Linked DNA regions of Sus scrofa: all the other regions are linked to region 1. The links are chromatin contacts, called in public HiChIP or PLAC-seq maps. All regions are on one chromosome and are shown on one strand. Each heading gives the region's core, a stretch centred on a gene start, on an enhancer-like site or on the middle of the called end of the contact. The rest is flanking DNA. Distances are from core to core; before and after follow the strand shown.

Region 1 (2,700 bases), core at 26-2,525:
AGGAAGAGGAAAAAAACGTATTCTTCAGGATAAAGGCAAGAGACTAAGCTCTGATCTATTTCAACTCTTAAAATTAAACAAAATGAATGGCTCCCTGTACAAACAGCAGAGACTAAACAAACTCTCGTTTGTGGTGCGATCACTGCATCTTAAAGCCTTTTTCAAAAGAAAACAGCCTAAGAGGGTAGTTCCCCCCATGAAAAACTTCAAGTTTGAGACAATCAAAAAACATAACTAAATTAATGTGCTCTTCTCCCCCGTGGCTACTTCCACAAACGATATAATTACTACTGGAATATCAAATGATTAAACTTGCCACCAGAGAAGACTACAATGTAAAACCGAGTAGCAACTGACAGCAAAACCTCGGAGAGTGTATTCCCAATAGAAATCCTACCATTTCGTGCACCGTATTCCAGCTCTAAGTGGCTTGTAAATCACTTGCAAGGGAAGGAAGCCCCTTCCCCCCTACTCAAGCCACCCCAACGCGGGGCGTATTTTATACCAAAAATGCCGCCCTCAGTCCCCCGGCACCGCGGAGGGCAGAGGCCCGCGGTGCTCCATGGCGCCGGACAGAGGCCCAGGGTCGTGAAGGCCTTTCCCAAGGAGACAGTGGCTTAGCCCGACCGCGCACGAGTACCTCATGCTGTAGGCGCCGGCGCCCAGCTCCTGCCCGATGCCCGAGAGGCTGGCGTCGAAGTCGTGCACCAGCCCAGACTCGATCACCTCGTCCATCTTGAGCACCCAGGCCATCTTCCGGCCTCGCCGCCGCCCGGCGCGCAGCGCGGCCTCCGCAAGCGGGGCGAAGAGGCCGGAGCTCCGCGGGCGCGTCCTGGGGGAGGGCGCGGGTGAAGCCTCCGGCGGCGCGGCGAATGGTCACCAGCGGCGACCCGGGCAGCGTCCGGAACAAGAGCAGCCGGGGCCCCGCGGGCAGGGAGCGGCGAGCCCGGCGAGCAGCTGCAGCGGGAGCGGCCGGGCCGCCGGCAGCGCCTCCCTCCCGCGGGCGCCGGCCCCGCGCCTCATGCCGCCGCCGCCCACCCCCTGCGCCGCTAGCGCTGCCAACGCCGCCGCCCGCCCCGCCCCGAGGCCCCTGGCCGCATCCTCCCCTGGACCGCGCGGGGGCGGGAGCTCAGCCCGCCCGTCACCCGACCCCCGGCCTCGACCCTCGGCCCGCCCGCCCAGGCTCTAGCGTCCCGCCGCCCCGGCCAACCCCGCCGACGCCGCTCCGTCGGCCCAGATGCTGGCTTCGCTATGGCTCCGGCTGGAGCTCGCTCCCCGCTTCCGCCTCCTCCGGCCCCACCCCGGCCGCGCCCCCGCCCCCGCGCTCGCCCGGGGCTCAGGCCCGCCCCGCACCGCCGGGGATTTCGCGGCACTCCCGGAGCTTAGCGGTGGAGGAACTGTCGCGCCGCGCAGCACGGCCCCGCCCACGCCGCAGGTTCCCAGCCCCCGCGGCCGGGCGGCCTCCCTGCACACCACCCCCAGGAAGAGGCGGGGCCAAAAGGGCCGGCCGTTTCCGCCCATCCAGAAAAGCGGGCTGACTGACAGGCGAACTGAACAATAATGGCAGGTGCCTGGTCTAGGCTCCCGTGAGTCTCTGCCCTGTACTAAAAAACCAATCAAATTCTTCTTCCTCCTGGGCGGGCTCAAGGACCAAATTTGCTGTCAAAAGAAAGAGTTCATTGAGTTGAACTGGAGGAAGCCTCCATACTTGTGAAGGTGCTTTGATCCCGTGTGGTCTTTGTGGGTAGTTTCTGGGGTTTTGCCCACGCTATAGATGGAGAAAGCAGTTGTGAGTTTAGCCAATAGACTCACACCCTGTCTTGGGAACTAAGAGACTTATTGGGCAAAAAGTCTTGACTGACCTGAAAGCAAGCCAATCAATGCTCCCTAGAAAGGGCTCCGGAAAGTTCCTTCAACAGCTTATTGCCCTGAGCAGTTAGGCTAGTTAAAGCGGGCGTTCAGTAGCAGGAACAGTGGGCAGTTGTGCTGTTGTTGCTGTTCAGGATTCTGGGGTTCCCTGGGCTTAGGCGATTCTCACCCAGGGTCTCTCCTGTGAGTGCGGTCAGGTGGCTGAGGCTAAAGTCTTGTCAAGACTTCGATACTCAAGCTTATTGGATGCTGGCTGTGGACTGGGACCCCACTTGGGCCTGTTGGAAAGCCTACACAGGCCTTTCCACGAGGTCTTGACTTCCTTCATAGCGTGGCAGCTGGGCTCCAAAATCAAGTGTCTCAAAAGACGGGCAGTAGAAGCTGCTGGGTTTTTAGGACAAAGATTCTTTGCTTGACCAAACTTTAGTCAAGCTCTTGATCTTCTCCTAGTCCTATCTGAGCCCTTACTTTGTAAAATTCAATTTTAGCAAGAAAGTGTAGGTACACTCTATTTGCATATCTGATCAGGTTCTTAGCCTTCACCATCCCCCAGGTGATGTCTGATCATCCTGGCTTGCCTTCAACAAAAAAATCTTGTTACTTGGGTTTAACAAAAAACACCACTACCCTGTTGTTTCTCTTAGTAATTTTCCATCTGCTGACGCCCTCCCTATTCCCTTTACCATGCTTTATTTGGGATTGAGTCCAGTCTCCCCCACTGCAAATCCCACTGCAGTGCTCTCTGTACCTGTAGGAATGGTCCTAAATAAAGTGTGCCTTACCATCTTTTTTTTTTTTTTTTTTTTTTTTTTTTTTGTCTTTTTGCCTTCT
Region 2 (2,700 bases), core at 21-2,520, 320 kb after region 1:
AACATACATACAGTTTTGTGACTTGCTCTTTTCATTTAATGACCTCCATCTTTCCATGGCCATACATTTTCATCTCATATTCAGTCCATCTATATTCAGATTTCTTTAACTGTCCTGAAAATGCATTTTATACGTGGTCTGTTGAAATTAGAACTCAATCCAGACTCTATATCCCTCAAATTCCTTTTCAAAGGCTTTTTTCATAACTATAAATTGTTCAAGAGATGGGGCCAGTTATCCTGTGGAATGTTCCACCTTTTGGATTTATTTGGTTACTTTTTATGGTATCATTTGGCTTGCTCTTCTATTTTTTATATCTCTTATAAATTGTGTGTTAGATGCAAAGAATCAATAGATTCAAGTTAAACGTTTTTGCCTGGAATATATCATAGATGGTGACATTGTAAACTTCATACTATATCTCATCAGACTGATGCACAAGGTGGCTTTTAAAAAATGTAAATTGTATCATGTCACTGGTGCTTAAATGCCATTCATAACTTCCTTTTCATTTATTCTACAATACAAATTCTTTAACTTGGCCTACAAGGTTCTGAAAGATTTGATGCCTATATACTCTTCCAACTTCATTTCATCCATTCTCTACTTGCTTTTTATGTTTCTTCCACACTGTTTGCTAATACTCCCTAAACATGGGAAGTGCTTGTCTCCAGGGCCTTGGCCTCTTGCTCTGGGAGGCTCTCCCCTGCCAATACTCTCCTGGACACTTCTCCTTTCTCCTAATGTCAAGCATCTTCTCAAACTGTAGATTTTCTACAGGTCACCGTCTCTCATTATCTAATTATTATTATTGTTTAAACTAGGTTCTTTCGAGAACCTCATAACCCATATTCCAAGTATTCTGCTTTTTGTACCATGATACTTTTTTGGTCCACCTTAATATCTGTGTCCTTACCTGACAATAAGCTGCACAATGGCAAGGACCTTGCCTACTCGGTTCACTGTGCACGCAGTATTTGTATAGAGGAGCCCGGTGAACAAATTACCATAGGTCACAATATACCCTGAGGCTGCCAGGTCTTGATAGGTGGTCGAAAACTCGCGCAGGTGGCAGTAACAGGAATACATCCCTGGGAAGTTATTCTAGTAGAGAAACATTTATCTTCACTTGAGAGTGCTTTGCCCACCCGCCGAGGCAATACGCAGAAAGCAAAGAATTCCTCAAGAGGACGGAGCCACGACCTTACGGCTGAGCCTGGGTGCAACCGGGCCCAGGTGAGCTACGCCGTCGCGGGAACTCCCTCACGTGACCGCGGGCGTCGCGCCGAGTGCGCCTGCGCGGAAGCTCCCGGAAGTGGCTGGACCCAAAGCGCAGGCCGGGCGCACGTCCGTCAGCCAGTCCAGTCCGCCGGTGGGCCGGTCCGTCGTCCCGGTACTCCGCGCGCCTCGGCTCTTGTCGCCGTCCCGCGGTCTCTTCGGCCCTAAGGGCGGCCGAGGCGCTCGCCATGGCGACGTTCATTTCAGTACAGCAGAAAAAGACCTCGGAGGTGGACCTGGCCAAGCCGCTGGTGAAGTTCATCCAGCAGACGTACCCGAGCGGCGGGGAGGAGCAGGCCCAGTACTGCCGCGCGGCGGAGGAGCTCAGCAAACTGCGCCGCGCCGCGCTCGGCCGCCCGCTGGATAAACACGAGGGCGCGCTCGAGACGCTCCTGAGGTGGGCCTGGGGTCGGACGGGGGAGGCCGTCGGCGGCCTGCCACTCTCCTTGCTTCCTCTGCCCTCCCTGCCTCCCTCCTTTACACCCACTGCCCCGGGCCCGGCCCCAGCTTGCCTGGCCGCGTAGGTGTGGTCTGCATTCCTTCCTGTTTAGCAGGCCCCGGTGACCCTACCCGCTTCCCCTGGCTTCCCACCCCGGCCCTTGGTCTGCTGGGACTCGGTCGGTCTGGGAGGAACGCTCTGCCACGTACTGATCTATCTTGCCACATTTACCCAGAACTAGTTTTCTTCACTTTTTCGGGGGTTCTAAATGAGACTCCTCCCTTCACTGCAAAACTTTCCTGGTCAGGTTTGGATTTCATAATGCTAATTGCTTGAGGGAAGTGGCAGAATTGGGACATTGGAACACATGTTTATTACCTGTCCACTTGAAATGAGCCGTCTTCCTAAGTCCCTCATAACCAAATAATTATGTAGGTTAGGAGCTGCCATTATTTGAAATTAAACTTGAGTGTCAGAATGTTCAAGGTAGGTTGCTTGAAGTCAGTTTCTTCATAAACAAGTAGGCACTTAATGGAGTAAATTTATCTTAGCAAATGTTTATTGAACTCATGCTGTATTTAATGGGAGTTCCTTTTGTAGTACTTTGCAGTTAGGATGGCAGAACATTTCTATAGCGCTTTATAGTTAAACATTTCTTTGCTCTACCTTGTTAATGATCTCATTTCCTATGTGTAACACTTTCTCCTTGTTTCAAGAGAAAAACACAGCTCTGTTAGAATGCAAGTAAGGAGAAGCTCAGGTTAAACTAGCTTGTTTGTTCTAGAAAAGCCAAGGAATATTGCTCCCTTAGCTTTAGGCATTCCTGAAGATCGTCTTGCCTCCATGATTCCCTCTTAGGAGGGCTTTGTTCCTTTATTAGGAGAGATGGCCACCTGCTGTACTGTAATTACAGTGGTCCTTAGCACTCTGGATCTTACAAAAGAGAGTTCTTTTTCTCCGTCCTACTGAACGTCCAAGAGAGG
Region 3 (2,700 bases), core at 117-2,616, 420 kb before region 1:
CAGCTGGGTCCATCTGGGCTTTTTTTTTCTCTTCCTATAGCTTCCTTTCTTTGTCTCTTGACCCTGTTACTTAAAAGATATATGCTAGTTCCTATCTAAGGGAGGGATTGCCAGAATTTGAGCAAGGATCTGGTGTCAGCTCTGGAAACAAAACATATTGTGGACATTTTTACTCTATGTCTCCTTCCAGAGTTCATGATAATATTAGCACTGGAAAGCACTACAGTAAGGAACTGTGTTTAACCCGCACCCAAGGCCAGCATTCCTCAAGCTTACTTGGCCACAGATCTCCATTTCTTTTTCACAAAATTTCTGTGAATCTGGCTCCACATTTCACACAGGGAAGCACTGTTCTAGCTCAAGATTCTTGACCTCCAAAACAAATCTTACTCTTTTATATATAAAGCATATATGTATGCATAAAAAGCAGATTTACAATTTATCTATGGTATTAAAATTTCATGGGAAAGTGATTAGGAAAAACTAATCTGAAGAGACCCCTTAGGAGGAGTGATAATGAAAAAAGCATTGATAAACACTACTCTACTCAGTTTTTCAGTTTTTATTCATGCAAATTCCTCAGGAAAATTGAAATTTGTGGCTCTTTTAAGCTGAACCAAAGAGCCAAGCAATTGTAGACACACAGAAGGAAATGCTGGGAGCTCACAGAAGCCAAGGATACTAGGTAGAAAAGACTTGGGACTGGTGTCAGCCCCTTTGCTACGATTGGTACACAAACCCAAAGAATCTTTCAGCCAGGATCATTGTCAGGGGAAGCTCCACTGAGTAGAAAGGGCCTGAGGCAGAAAGGGCATTGAGCCCCTGTTGTGAAGGAGGCTCAGAGCTCAGTCCTCATGGCACTTTACACCAGACTGAGGACTTGTCATTTATTGAATGTGGTTGAGTAGACCCTCCGCATCACTGTCAGATGCACACATTTGAATACATTTTTCTCTTCTCTACTCCTGACTGTCCTTATTTGGAGTAAATCTGGCCTCTCACTCTGACCTCTTCAGATCCCACTGTTTAGAGTATCTTGATTGCTGGCTACTGTACATCCATGATGGGAAAATAAATAAATAGCCCACTGATCCAGAATATAAAGATCATTTCTGCTGTACATACCCAGCTGAGATGAAAAAAATTAAGTTAAAAATCCAACAAATTTTAAAACTTTAAAAACTTTTTAGAGTTTTTTTTTAATTTGTAAATTTTTTTAATTTTAAAAAAGTTTCTCTTTTTAAAAACTTACTTCAGGGGTGTTCCCTGGTAGTCTGGTGGTTAGGACTTGGCGCTTTTGCTGCTGCAGCCCCAAGTTCAGTCCCTGGTCTAGGAACTGAGATTCCACATCAAGCCATTGGATGCTGTGGCCAAAAACAAAAAACGAATAAGAAACCTCCCCTCATTTTCCTCCCTCATCTAACAGAGGGCAAAGCTTCCTAGCTTTCTGTTTTGGGAAATGAGTGACTAAGAGTTTAACCTGAACCCAAGCTAAGAGTCACTCTTTTTCTGCTTCTTACTTCTATCAAAAAACCCCACTTGCACTCATCGTAGATGAGTGAGGGATAGAGCTGGTGCTCACAGGAAGCCACGCGCCCTTCAAAGGCACCTGTCTTTCTTAGCATCACGCTTCTTGAGCAAGCCGGGCACTGCCTCGCAGACCTTCCTTGGAGCCACTTTAAGACAAGCAAGGTAAGTGGGGGTGGGACCATTCTCAAGGTCTCAGGCCAAGTGCTGCTTGGTCCACAGGTGTCTGGACCCTGGAAGCACTGAAAGCTGCCCAGCCACGCAGCCAGCCCATCACTCGGGCAACCTGGTCATTCTGCCTGTCATTCTAGTTGGCCTCTCTCCCGCAGCTTGCTTATAACCTACCTGTGCCCACACACTCAGAGCCCTCATCTGACCGGCTCTTACACATACACAGGGCTCTCTTCTGCACACATCTGGCCTAAGCCACATGCTCGGAACACGGATAATTTTCACTCAACATAAACACTTCTCTGCTTCTTGCTTCTATCAAGACACCCCTGGTCAAGAAAGACCAGGCCACAGAATGATTTCAGACATTTAACAGCCGTGTTGACTTTTGTTTCTTTTCCTGATAATTTCCTAACTCATCAACTTCTTCTATCCCTTTCATTTGCACTAGTAAAATGGTAGAGAAAGATTAGAATTATTGTTTAACTAGAGTCCATAACATTTAACAGTTTGTTTGTTTGTTTGTTTTGGCTTTTTTCTTTTCTTTTCTCTCTCTTTTTTTTTTTTTTTTTTTTTTGGAGACCCTGTGATGCCCCAGATGTTCAGCATCCATTGCAGGAAGAAATCAAAACCTCTCCCTTGAGAAACACATAGTTTTGGTGTTTGGGTGTGTGGTGTTCAGGGTGGGACGTAGGGAGTGGAATAGATGTGAATTATCGAACAATTTGTAAAAATGATTTTAATGAGTATCAGGGAGCCATTAAGAAGAATACAAGAGGAGGTGGTCTTGAGTCAGAAAGCCTCCTCCCTGGATTGCTCTGATTCACACGTGAACATGTGAAGGTTTTAACCTCCTCATCTGCTGATTTAGATAGGAAATGAGGGTGGTGTGAGCGTGCGTGTGTGTAAGGTTAAGAAAGTTTTAACCTCAGCTGCCAGTTTGATAGGAAATGAGCATGGTTGGGGAGGTAGAGATTTTATTTCTGTCTGTGATGTGCCTTT

The links. HiChIP or PLAC-seq counts read pairs in DNA pulled down with a chosen protein or histone mark.
Region 2: an H3K27ac HiChIP or PLAC-seq map of alveolar macrophages shows a contact between it and region 1. The contact joins the promoter of PDCD6IP here to the promoter of UBP1 in region 1. A contact is called at or near these places in 2 of 5 promoter capture datasets (fetal liver and liver), 1 of 47 Hi-C or Micro-C datasets (liver) and 2 of 2 datasets of contacts at active chromatin or transcription factors (alveolar macrophages and skeletal muscle).
Region 3: an H3K27ac HiChIP or PLAC-seq map of alveolar macrophages shows a contact between it and region 1. The contact joins the promoter of CCR4 here to the promoter of UBP1 in region 1. A contact is called at or near these places in 1 of 5 promoter capture datasets (fetal liver) and 1 of 2 datasets of contacts at active chromatin or transcription factors (alveolar macrophages).

What each region holds. Positions count from the first base shown.
Region 1 is chr13:19,275,117-19,277,816 of Sscrofa11.1, forward strand. It overlaps UBP1 (upstream-binding protein 1), which reads right to left and starts at 1,276. Exons shown (of 15, transcript XM_021071558.1): 1 at 641-1,276. The coding sequence starts at 753.
Region 2 is chr13:19,595,794-19,598,493 of Sscrofa11.1, forward strand. It overlaps PDCD6IP (programmed cell death 6-interacting protein), which reads left to right and starts at 1,271. Exons shown (of 18, transcript XM_021071622.1): 1 at 1,271-1,675. The coding sequence starts at 1,467.
Region 3 is chr13:18,859,230-18,861,929 of Sscrofa11.1, forward strand. It overlaps CCR4 (C-C chemokine receptor type 4), which reads left to right and starts at 1,367. Exons shown (of 2, transcript XM_005658814.3): 1 at 1,367-1,692.